3 separate regions of the Danio rerio genome follow, and all the other regions are linked to region 1. The links are chromatin contacts, called in public HiChIP or PLAC-seq maps. All regions are on one chromosome and are shown on one strand. Each heading gives the region's core, a stretch centred on a gene start, on an enhancer-like site or on the middle of the called end of the contact. The rest is flanking DNA. Distances are from core to core; before and after follow the strand shown. Region 1 holds the start of eif3ba (eukaryotic translation initiation factor 3, subunit Ba). Region 2 holds the start of card11 (caspase recruitment domain family, member 11). Region 3 holds the start of lfng (LFNG O-fucosylpeptide 3-beta-N-acetylglucosaminyltransferase).

The links. HiChIP or PLAC-seq counts read pairs in DNA pulled down with a chosen protein or histone mark.
Region 2: an H3K4me3 HiChIP or PLAC-seq map of gastrula embryo shows a contact between it and region 1, with 3 times the contacts expected there. The contact joins the promoter of card11 here to the promoter of eif3ba in region 1. A contact is called at or near these places in 2 of 4 datasets of contacts at active chromatin or transcription factors (embryo and gastrula embryo).
Region 3: an H3K4me3 HiChIP or PLAC-seq map of gastrula embryo shows a contact between it and region 1, with 4 times the contacts expected there. The contact joins the promoter of lfng here to the promoter of eif3ba in region 1. A contact is called at or near these places in 2 of 4 datasets of contacts at active chromatin or transcription factors (embryo and gastrula embryo).

What each region holds. Positions count from the first base shown.
Region 1 is chr3:40,718,116-40,722,642 of GRCz12tu, forward strand. It overlaps eif3ba (eukaryotic translation initiation factor 3, subunit Ba), which reads left to right and starts at 1,570. Exons shown (of 19, transcript NM_001290093.1): 1 at 1,570-1,802; 2 at 2,189-2,381; 3 at 3,441-3,560. The coding sequence starts at 1,700.
Region 2 is chr3:40,565,362-40,569,475 of GRCz12tu, forward strand. It overlaps card11 (caspase recruitment domain family, member 11), which reads left to right and starts at 1,880. Exons shown (of 25, transcript XM_073944927.1): 1 at 1,880-1,982.
Region 3 is chr3:40,938,506-40,942,889 of GRCz12tu, forward strand. It overlaps lfng (LFNG O-fucosylpeptide 3-beta-N-acetylglucosaminyltransferase), which reads left to right and starts at 2,171. Exons shown (of 8, transcript NM_130971.2): 1 at 2,171-2,701. The coding sequence starts at 2,288. All of the region lies in intron 3 of LOC141381264 (a long non-coding RNA gene), which reads right to left.

The DNA of each region.
Region 1 (4,527 bases), core at 320-2,819:
ATTAAGCATTTTATGTACTGATTCCATTTATATTTAGTGTTACCTAAAAAGTTACCTAAGCAACCTCAAAGTGGGAACACACTAGCATCTCAATTGTCACCCAGAGCAGAGCGATGGGCAGCTACAAAGCCGATGCTAGTGTGAATGAGGCATAAAACTGAAAGCTGTAGTAATGAAATAAGAGCTGAAGCAATTGTTGATGAGAGATGAGCGATGCGCAGCACACAAACAGCATGGGAAGTAGTAGTGGTTTTATCAAATTATGTACATTTAGGGTTCTGTTTTAAATAGGTTCTGTTTGGTCCTATGAAACACTATTTAAACACTATTGAAGGTGTATGATGGTGATTCATGTCATAAGCATGGCAGGTCCATGAGAGTAAAATTGTGGATTTCTCTGGGTTTGAACATTCTTCAAAACATTTGGTATACTGCAAGTACAAAAGTCAAAAAGGTGGTACTGGACATTTCATTTATAGCACATTATTTTCTTCATTCTCTGTTTTCACCTGGGGATTCTTATCCCGAGGCGCCTAGATATTTTGCAGCACCATTAATGCGATCCTAGAAATGATGCCAAGGTCTTTATAATCCTGGACCAGGCCGAATCCTGAGCTGACGCTGCGGCAGTCATAGAGAGCAAAAGACTGATTCCTGAAAGACCCCAGTGACAGAAGAGCCTTCACATTGGTCCTGTGGGTTAGCCTAAGCACCCGCCGGTGACCTACTCACACCTGCAGTTCTACATAATGGACGTTCAGCATTCTCCAGCATCTGGCGCCTAGACTGCAGCTCTGCACAGGAAGTTTGGCCATGGTCATGCCCAATTGAGCCTAGTTTCTTTCAAGGTTTTTTTTTCTTCACTTTCATCAATTGGTAAAGTTTTTTTTCTTGCCACTGGCTTGCTTGGCTTGGGACATTTGCTCTTCAGTGTTTGGACTTTCAACAGTGAAATTTAAACCACACTGAACTGAAATAAATTGAACCTCAACTCTGAAAACTGGATTTAGAGTTTCAATCTACTAAAACTTCTATCTAGGTAAAGCTGCTTTGACACTGTCTACGTTGTAAAAGAGCTAAAGAAAAAGACATGAATTTAATTTTAATAGAAAAATTGTACATATTGTGCCTTTAAGTTTGCATATTTTATAATAGTATAGAAATGTTTTGATTGTTATTAACTTAGTGTTATTGTCTATCTATCTATCTATCTATCTGTCTGTCTGTCTGTCTGTCTGTCTGTCTGTCTGTCTGTCTGTCGCCAGAGATGGACAATAGAACTGATGGTAACATTGCGCGCTCTTGTACGGGAGGTTCTTGTCACATGAACAGGAAGTTCAGAGAGCGATAAGCAGAAGACGAGACCAAGTTCACTTAAAAGGGGTCTGCCATGTCATATTCCACAACAAAACTACACATTGTATACAATTTAACCAAATATCATAAAAGTGTTAAGCTCACATAATCTGCCAATGAAGCAAATTTTTATCCTTTTCCTTCAATTATGCTGTACATGAATCCTAACGCTCCAACAGAGCCCTGAGGTGCTCTCCGCGCACATGGTACGGTCCTTCTCTCGCTCGCAGTGGTTGGCGCCGGCTGCTTTGCACATGGCCGAGTGAGTAAAATATCTGGATTACTGCTGTGAAATTCACCACCACCTTCTAACCAGCACAGACCCACAGCAACCGATCTCTAAATGCGAGATACGGAGAACATGGAGGCCGAAATGGAGTATGACGATGAAGAAGAGCCTTCGTTCAGTGATCCGGAGGACTTCGACGATGACATCAGTGATCAGGGTGAGAGAGAGGCCTGCTTTAGCGCGCCTGCCGATCCCAGTCTCACACTAAACCCCATAGCTCAGCATGTCAGCCACGAGCTAACACAAAAATCCTTTGGTTTATTTGTGTGTCAATCTTTCAAGCTGATAAACTACGCTGTTTCACAGTTAATGCCGTTTTATGTTAGTCAAAGCTTCTCTTTAAGTCCAGCATGTGCGCGAACTAGACAAAAGCATCTTAGCAGTAGCTTTAGGGAAATAGACTAACGTTAGTGTCGTAACAGCATAGAGTCAGCAGCTGTTATGCTTTTGGCTTCAGAAACGTCATTGTACTGCCGTTTTGCTTTAACAAATGCTGTTGTGCTAACTGTACTAACTCTATCTGTGTGTTTTCTGGTCATTCAGAGCTGCTGGGGGATGTTCTCAGGGACAAACCGCAGGAGGCTGACGGCATCGACTCAGTCATCGTGGTTGATAATGTGCCTCAGGTCGGACCTGATCGCCTGGAAAAGCTCAAGAACGTCATTCACAAGATCTTCTCAAAGTTTGGCAAAATCACCAATGAGTTCTACCCTGACGCAGATGGAAAGACCAAGGGGTATGTTTGGGTCTGCTTGGTGCGTTTTGGGATGTAGGGATGCACCATTGGTGACATTTAATCAATAATTGATGCAATACGTAAGGGTAGTTCACCCAAGCATCAACATTTAGTCACTGTGAAGTTGGTTCTAAATGCTTGTTTTTATTTTTTCTAAAATTGTTTGGACGAATGTTGGAAACTAACCAATGATATCCGTAGTATGAACGTTTTTATGGGATTCTATGGCTTGCTGGTTCCAACATTCCTCAAGACATTTTCTTCTCTGGTGCTCGAGTAAATTACAGCATTTTCATATTGCTTGAACTATCTCTTAAATTCATTAGACACTTTATTATAAAAGAAAACAAATATTTAAGTAATCTGTCAAATGCCATTAAAACTAACTAAAAACCAATAATGTTTATTAGCAAAACACAAACTGCATTTGCAGAAAACTGTAACATTGCACAAATATAACTTATCTTTCTTCATATCTTATTATCTTCATATTGAAATCTGCAAGTAATTAACTGCTATTGGGCATCTCGATAAATGGTCTTAATGTGCTTCTTTTTTTTTTTTTAAACATATGCTTTCAAGTCTTTCTTGTAAATTTGGAAGTTCTCAGATAACAATTATTTTAATTTGACGTTACAAGTACTACTGTGTGTGACTAAAAGGCTTAAATGTATTGGTGGTTTAACCATTACAGAAAAAAAGAGGGCAGCTGTGGCACAAACCTTACATTTTTTTTATGGTCTAATAAAATGAGTTGAGCACAAACTATCTGTATTAGTTTTTAGGTTTCTGTTAAGGTTTTAAAGTGTATATGTGTACTAGTTATTAATGGCATGTTTGCAATGTTGTATATATTTTCTATGGATTATAGGACGTATTGACAGATCGCACTATTATGTCTTCTTTTTCATTCTTTTAAAACCTATTTATTCTTTGTTGATTTTATTTTCTTATACTTTTATTCCTGTTTATGTAAAACACTTTGAATAACCACTGAGTATAAAATGTGCTATAGATATAAACTTGTCTATAATAATTTTCCATGCTTTATCATTACAGGTACATTTTCCTAGAGTATTCTGCACCAAGTCACGCTCATGAAGCGGTAAAAAACGCTGATGGCTACAAGCTGGACAAGCAGCACACCTTCCGTGTCAATCTGTTCACTGACTTTGACAAGTAAGTTATCTTTTAGGGTCTGCAGTAGTGTACTGCAATAGGTTGCTTTAATGAAAGAACCTTTACAGTGTTGTATAATTTATACTCAGTATTGTCTATCATTTCCAGAATGCATTTTGGCAAGCTGTTTCTAATGCCTCAAACTTCATTTAGGGCAGATCAGTTCGTCTCTCAATTTAGCTTGAAATATATCAGGGCTGTGCAGATGCTGATATCAGTATTAAAAAAATCTATTAATATTTAATAGATTAATATTAAAATGTAATTTTTTGATACCTTTTGGGATATTTCACCCCAATTGTCGCCTTTCTTTTGCTTTAAGCAAATATTTCAGCTTCTTTCTTCTGATGAACAAAAATGAAGATATATTGCAAAAAGCTGAAAACTGGTAGTCATTGACTTGTATTTTTGTTTCACTATGGAAGGCATTGGCTACCATTATCCAACATTTTTAAAATATATTTTATGTTCGAAAAATAAACTCCTGTAGAGTTGGAACCACATGAGGGAGAGTAAATGGTGAGAATTTATGTTATTTTTGGGTGAACTTTCCTTTTAAATAAAGCATACTACTTGGACTGCATGATGTTGGAAATAACTGACGCTACAATGTTAGATTCTATGTTTATTGCAATATGAAAACAATTTGACAGGATATCTTTATTTAGAAAAGAATGTTTTATTTTTGAATGACTGGGGTGATTTTGCAGAGGAGTAACTCTGCATATAAATAATATCAAATTACAAATCATAAATTAATGGAATAAAACAAAGACCGAAGTAAAAGAAACATTGCTTGTTTTCTGGGCAGTCTTGACAGTATTCAGGGACAGAGCATAATCCAATTTAAAATATGTTACATATTCTATAATCTGTAAACAAAATGCATTTAATCTGTTAGAATGTTTGCACAGCAACAGGCATTAACAAAATGTACAAATGAAAAGTCTCACTGTCTGGAGCTGTA
Region 2 (4,114 bases), core at 630-3,129, 150 kb before region 1:
TAAACAAATATTTTGAGGTATGCATTTGCATGTTCTGTACCAAAGACTTCATGATGAAACCATCTAAAGTGAGTGAGCAACAGTTCCTCTAAATAACAGATGAGCACATATATAAAAACTTCAAAACGCAGTATATATTCCTCATTTATATACAACTTTATGTCTACAATATTTTCATGACACTTGAGCCATATTTTATTCATGACACTTTGTTCGCTTTTCGGATCTGATAGCTTTGGAAAAGAAAGATCTTTTTACAGCTTTTGTGTTATTAGTGATTTAAGATGAAACTCTGATAGGAGGCTTTCAAAACTGTGTCAGTGACTCATTAAGATAATTGTTAGAATAATTAAGATCCACATTTGGGTTTGAGTTATAGACAAGCAAATTAGGCTATTCAGTCGGTACAAATAGCATGCTGTGGCAAAGGCAAAAGATGACAACACTTAGACAATGATGGGAAAATAAAAACCGAGAAAAGGCAAACTAGAAAACTACAGTGTTTAACTGGAAATGTGGTTAGACAATTAACATATAACATACATTTTTACATTGTAAGTGAATTCAGCAGTATTATTAGATACACCGAGTAATGACATTTTTTATATTTTTCCAGCAAGACAGTGAAAGAAAATAATTTTGATGCCCTTTTGAGTTTGTACCTTTTTGAGTTTTGAAACTTTGTATCTTTGACTTTTCATTGACTTTTTTTTCATTGTAATTTAAATATAAATCCAATTACACTTTTAAGTGTTTCTTTACTTGCACTTTGCACAATTACAATCACTATTTTTAAATGCTGTTTTTTGCCATAATGAAGCCATAAATATCCACATCAGCTGTGTTTACAAAGATCAAAGTCTACAGTTGTATATAGAGTGATATAGGGATATAGATTTCTCAAATCCCTTTTATAAAACACTGAACTGTCAAATAAATAAATTAATTCGAGAAATAAATAAACAAGCAAGCAAGCAAACAAACAAACAAGCAAGCAAGCAAGCAAACAAACAAATAAATAAATAAATAAATAAATAAACAAACAAGCAAATAAACAAGCAAGCAAACAAACAAACAAACAAAAAAACAAGCAAACAAACAAACAAACAAACAATAAATAAACAAATAAATAAGTAAACAAGCAAGCAAACAAACAAACAAGGAAACAAACAAACAAACAAGTTTCATATGTTCTCCTTGCATTCGCGTGGGTTTCCTCTGGGTGCTCCGGTTTCCCCCACAGTCCAAAGACATGCAGTACAGGTGAATTGGGTAAGCTAAATTGTCCATAGTGTATGAATGTGTGTGTGGACGTTTCCCAGAGATGGGTTGCGGCTGGAAGGGCATCCGCTGTGTAAAACATATGCTGGATAAGTTGGTGGTTTATTCCGCTGTGACGACCCCAGATTAATAAAGGAATAAAGCCGACAAGAAAATGAATGAATAAATGAATGATAAAAAAATAAAAACAAAAATAAAAATAAATAAATAAATAAAGAGGAAGGACCAAGAATTCTGAGCCTGAGTTGAATCAATGTTCAGATTTTATGTTCTACAATTACATGCAAATTAGCTCATATTTAATTAAACAAGGCTTCCTTTGCATATTTAAAAACTTGTAGACTACATTTGTTATCCTTTATAAAATCAATCAAATGTGTAAGTATGGGAAAGTGATAACGAATTTTACACTATATTCACCTGCCATGTCAGTGAGACAACAGGTCAATAAGAACAAAGTGCCATAAAGTTTCATGAGTTTGCTTTGCTGTGGGACTCTCACTATCAGTGACGCTCGAGCGTTACAGCATGTTAGCTCCGCCCACAGCGCTTTGACTGACAGTTTGCTACTATGAGGCTCAGGTGAAATGATCCTGCCAGTCTTGTGAGTTGTTGCGACAGTTCAGCTGTTTGAAGCACAGGCGCCTTCAAGTACTATAATGGACCGGTCGAATTAAACCCTGGGAAGCGATCTTTCACAGGTAAACAACTTTTCTTTCTTGCTAAAGAGGAAAATGATTTGTAAATGGTCGAATAAAAAGTTGAGCCGTGATAACAAACTTTTCGACGCACGTCAGAGTCAGACATGCATAGGAAACCGATCCGTGTCAAGTGTAGTATCATACGTATAATACTCAGAGAAGTCAAAATTGTGTTGTTTTGGACATGGTGAACTCTTTATATGCTTATGCCATGATTTTGAATTGTTTGTAAAGTCATTTTTTATGCGCGTTTCTCTTGTTGTTAAACTGAAGATATGCTACTGTATGTATATTATGGTTGTCGTCTTATTTAATAACTTCATAGTTGTCTTCATTTATTAGTGAACATCCCTGTTTACAGTTGTAAAAAGCAAATATAGGATATAAAAAGTTAAATCATAGTTTATCATGAGCAGCACTAAATATCTGATGCTAGTTTCCATCGCTCATTTTATTATGCATGCTGTGCACTCTCACTGAAAAGTCGATCATTGAAAGGATCATGCACTGCTGCATTAATCTGACACCATTAATCCAGGGACAATGAGAGGTGTAGATTGTTCTGCAGTTTATTTGGCACACACTGTCCAACTCAATCTTTCTCTTTGAATCTCAGCTTGTTGCTTTGGTCACACTTTGCAATAAAATTTGCGTTAGTTATTGGAGGTTAATGAATTTACTAACATGGATTAAGACCAATACTTGTGCAGCATAAATTTATTAATCATAATTCTGTATTGACTATATGCATCGTTAAAATCCAAAGGTTGTGCCTGTTAACATTAATTAATGCACTGTGAATGACTAACAATGAGTGCCTTTATTTTCATCAACTAATCTTAACAAAGATGAACAAACTGTAAATACTGTAATAAATGGATTATTTATTAACTAACGTTCACTAATGTAAACTTACTGTAAAGTTTTACTGTTGCCATTGAATTCCTAAGAAAACACATGCAATTACAAAAACACCAGCAAATTAAGAAAAGATCTTAGTCATTTTGACAGAATATGTGTTGCAAATTCTCACAATGCTTATAAATTAAGAAAAGATGCTGCATTTTCTCATGCAAATAGAACAGAACGGAAATGTTTCAAGGGGTTCCAAAATCATGATGGACTCATGCTAAGTGAAGTTGTATGCAATCTTTGAATTTTTTTTGGTTTATTTTAACATCCTGATTACACAATTTCCTTCTCTTTTTTATATTATTATCCTAAATAGCCATAAACTAAATTGCCAGGTCTATCACATTTTAGGGTCCCCTTGAAACATTTCCATTGTGTTCCGTGTGTTGAGAGAAAATGCAGCCCTTAATCTTAATTTGTTTGTGAGGATTTTCAACACATATGCTGTCAAACCAATGGAAATGTTTTCTTAATTTGCTGGTGTTTTTTGTAATTGCATCATCAAGCTCTCTTGGCTCTCCTGTAGATTAAAACAAGAACTGAATATTTATAACACAATGTCCATTATTTCACAATCACTAATGCAAATAATGTAATTAATAACTTGCTAAAAAATTGCTGTTACCATAGATTTCACCACTAGCTACTCCAAAGTGCTTTCATACTTTAAAATTTGCAGATGTTTGATTTATCAATACTAATTTAATCTGAACATCTTGTACCATACAAAGTGCAAGTAATAGCATAACACAAGCAAATATTGTTGACATTGGTTTGATTAAACATTAAAGAATCTCAGGTGTCTGTTTACAATCCTAACTTATAAACAAATGAAAGTTTGATTACTGAATATATTTAAGGAGGCAGCAATTACTTTAAAACCCAACTAATAAATATACAAACATATTTTGTTATATTATATTTCCCCATTTAAAAAAAATGTATGGGCTCATTTTTTCTTAATTTGTTGAAATATGTTAGTATTAAAACATTACTTACTTAACACTGTGAAATGTATTCAGTTTAGCAGACACATTTATTTGTAAATAATGATATAATTTTTTAAAAGCTCATAATAACTTTCCCAATTTTTTGTTTTATTCTTGTTCAAATTAAAATGTGAAAGAACATTTGTGTAATTATTTCTTTAAAATAAAGTGATTCTAACAGTAATTATAATAATATAGCAGTTAATAATAATAATAATAATAATAATAATA
Region 3 (4,384 bases), core at 921-3,420, 220 kb after region 1:
TATTTCAAAATGAATAAAATTCATTTATTTCCTCAAAATTCTACACACAATACCCCATAATGACAATGTGAAAAAATATTTTTTTGAAATTGTTGCAAATGTATTAAAAATAAAAAAGCTGAAAAATCACATGTATAGAAGTATTGACAGCCTTTGCTGTGAAGCTCTAAATTGAGCTCAGGTACATTCTGTTTCCACTGATCATTCTTGAGATGTTTCAGCAGCTTAATTGGAGTTCACCTGTGGTAAATTCAGTTGATTGGACATGATTTGAAAAAGCATACACCTGTCTATATAAGGTCCCAGGGTTGACAGTGCATGTCAAAGCACAAACCAGGCATGACCCAAAAGCACATACCAAAATATCAGTAGAGTGGCTTCACAACAACTCTGTGAATGCCCTTGAGTGGCCCAGCCAGAGTCCAGACCTAAATCCTATTGAGCATTTCTGGAGAGATCTGAAAATGGCTGTACACAGTCCCTTCCCATCCAACCTGACAGAGCTTGAGAGGTACTGCAAAGAGGAATGGGCAAAAATTCCCAAAGACAAGTGTGTCAAGCTTGTGGCATCATATTCAAAAAGACTTAAGGCTGTAATTGTTGCCAAAGGTGCATTAACAAAGTACTGAGCAAAGGCTGTGAATACTTATATACGCGAATTTTCAGGTTTTTTATTTTCAATAAATTTGCAACAATTTCAAAAAATCTTTTTTTTCACATTGTCATTATGGGTTATTGTGTGTAGAATATTAAGGAAATAAATGAATTTAATCCATTTTGGAATAAGGCTGTAACATAAATAAATGTGGAAAAAGTGAAAAAAAAACATTTGATAAAGAAAAAAAAAACGATGAACGTTAACAAAAGATGCTGCCTGTCAAGAGACAATATTGAACCTACACACTTTGTCTTGAACCATCTTAAAGAGTAAAGTAAAACTTCTTGTTATATACTTGATGATATGTTAATGACCTCTTTTACAGAAATATTAAGAACTTCTCAGCTGTTCAGTCTGAACAGTGGGGGCTTACTTGTAGTGTCTGGCTGTGGCATGCTTTGCAAGTAAGCTGTTGAGAGGGTTAGAAGTAGGATCTAAAGTGTTTAAGTCTGTCACCAGCAGTTGCTGAGCTGTCAGCTGGAAGTCACGGCCAGGGTCGTGCTCCCAGCTCTACAGGCTCTTCATTGCAGAAGAGGCGCCATTTTTAAGTAAGCACAAGGAACACGCGGTTGTTTGAAGGCCCCACAAGGTCAGCTGCCGAGGATTGACTGGAGCGCGCCATTATAGTGAGCCTGATGTGAATGTTGACATTTAAAAATGGCTGGTACTTGGTGTGATGTCTGCAGATTTTGTTCAGTAGCAGTGTTTTTTACACATATGAAAACATGTCCCAGTCAAATTTCACCCAGAAGCAGGCAAAGGAAAACATAACATTTTGTTATTATATATATATATAATATATATTATATATATTATATATTATATATACATATAATGATGATGGAAAATCTGCATTGCTTGAAAAAAAAAATACTTTAAAATAGCATGCATTTAATTGTTCTTTTTTCTATACTGAATAAATAATGACAGAAATTAAAAAAAGTATGTTTAAAGGTGGATTAAACACAATGCTATATTTTAGAAGAGCAATAAACGCTTTTTTTAGTTTCAGAGTGTTTATTAAATTTATAAATATATATTTAAAGTTAAATATTATATGCATTTTGTGTAGAAACATATGGATTTTGTTACAGTGAATAAAAATTTGTGCTATTTTTACAGACAGCCGTGGTTAGTTTTAGAGGGATAAAACATTTTGACAACAAATCGTCTTGTCCATCTAAAACATTTGAAGCATACTTTGCATAAATATTTACAAATCTGCACACCCTGCTCCTCCTGATAATGTGCAATTAACACCAGTTAACAGCACAGACAAACACACAGACAGTTTTAAAAAGCATGCTTTTTTTTTTTTTTTTTTTGGAAATGTTTACTCCTGTTCGTGCTCTTCACCTCCCCCCTCTTTGTCCCTCGCCTGCTGTCCTTTGACGCGTCCTCCTATTGATAGTCTCTCCGCGGTTCCCACAGCACAATAGCCATCAACGCCCCGCCCACTGGGCGTAACCAAAGCTGTGGGCAGTTTATAAAAGCCCCTCCGAGTGACAATGAGGAGACTCTCAGCGCTACTATGCAGCAGTCGGATGACACGCTTGTTTTTTTAGAATAGGCTTTTGGAGGGAGGTTTAGATAAATGCTGTGTATATAAAAAAACATAGTTTATTGAACATGTTGAAAACATATCGCGGAAAAGTCGTGGTCTCTCTTGCGGGAGCCACCGTCACCTGTCTGGGGTTTCTGTTGTTTCTCTCGCAGCATCAGCGGATTCAGGCGGACGGGATGCAGAACGAGAGCGAGGTCGGGTTGCGCTCTCTCCAGAGTCTGGGAGATTCAGAGACTGATGATGGAGCTCAGCCTGAGCAGAATGCAAAGAAAGGATTCTCTGCCTATTTTTCCAAGCTGACCCGCAGCAGGAGGGAAGCGGATAAGCCCAGCGAGGCACCCGGAGCGGCGACAGACGCGCCGCCTGCGGAGGACATCAGCGCGGATGACATCTTCATCGCAGTGAAGACCACTAAAAAGTTTCACCGGTCCAGACTGGATCTACTGCTGGACACCTGGATCTCCAGAAACATGCAACAGGTATACACTGTTACATATTGTTTCTAAATCTTGTTGCAAATTTTGGTTTGCTTAGTATTTTAAAAATCGTGTGCGTTAGAAAAAACAGTTTTAGTTATGAATTTATCCATATTTGCATTTCAAGTGTTTAAATAATTTTAGTCTTTGCTGTTTTATACAGCCTCTTTGTAACACTTATTCCCTCTTTCTAAAAATAAAGTTGCTTAACCTGTGGAAATTATGGTTTTGTGCTGAAGACAACTGGGTTAGTGGTGTTGCTACAAAGACTTTAGCTCATAACTTTTGTTTTTATTTAGCATAAGCAGTATCACAAACCCATTAAAATGTCATGTTTGTAGTCATTAGGTGATCAAATACATTTATATATTCCTGAAATATTAAAAAAAACAAAAATAAAATGCACAGATTCACAATCTCTCTGTGCTGTCTGTGGCAATGGTTGTATTGCTCACAGGGTGGCTGTAAGTCCCCCCTGCTCCCCTCCTGCTCCATTGTTTGGGGTGTCCCCGTGAATACTCCAGGCCTAAGGATGCATCACAGCAGCAGCTTCAGAGCTGTCCCCTTCTCAGTGCTAACAAAGCGTCTTTCTGAAGGGGGAAAGAAAAGCTTTGCCAGCCCCTTGTCTCCCACTCTCCATGGGAACCGGGGATCTGGAGCAGAGGCTGGGTCAAGCTACCCAAGCGGTGGGAAAAGAGAGTCTTCGTTATGGAGATGCTGGGGGGCACAAAGGGACAGCATCTATAGGCAAGGAAAGGCTTTTCAGCAACATGCCGAGTTGACTCAGTATGAAAATACAGCTCTGAGAAATAGGCCTCTTTTGCAGACAGCACAAAAGCACTCTCCGCACCTTGACAGCAGCAAGCGCAGAGCAGTCAAAGTGATTTTACCCACCATCTAGAGTAGTCGCTTATACTTTTTTACAAAAGTCAGTTTAATTTGCCTCGGGGCTCTGTCACAATCAGTTTCCTTCACACCTTAAACACGAGTAGGTTTTATTAATGCTATTTGAATATGGCTCAGCCATAGCAGCACTTTTATATTCTTGCCGCAACCGAGCATAAAGAACATTGTTTGTGACATTTGTGAGAATATGAAAGCATGTGGAATGTAAGAAATCATATCAGATGTCGTGAGCACACATTAAGTCAGTTCAGATTTGTCTTTTGCTGTCCAGCTAAACTGATACAGCCACTCTACAGGCTTCAAGGTGAGATTGGAAAACTAATACTGAGCTTGTTCAGTACAGGAGTTGATAGAAGTTAACCCACAGAAGAGAGAGTTAACAGCAGGGATTAATAGCAGCAGCTGGTGGGGAGCAGTGCAGACATAAAAGACCACTGCAGCCTAGAATACAAGGGGGAGTTTCTGGAGAATGAGTGCCAGGTGGCTGGGTCTCAAAGAACAAAAGATGGCTCTAATGCCAGCTATACAAACCCTCAGAGTCTCAACATGTGGACATGGAAGGCCGCTCTCAAATTATTTCAACATTCATCCATGCAACACCTGAGTACGTTGTTAAATCCCAGTTATTGTCATCTGAACGGCCGGGGATTATCCCAAGGACTCCAGTGTACTGTTTGGCCACTTGCCACAATGGCTGGCACCAGACAAGTGTTTCGCTGGGCCAGGCATTGTTAGACCCACAGCATGGGAACTTTGTCACATATGTCAAGTGAGATGATG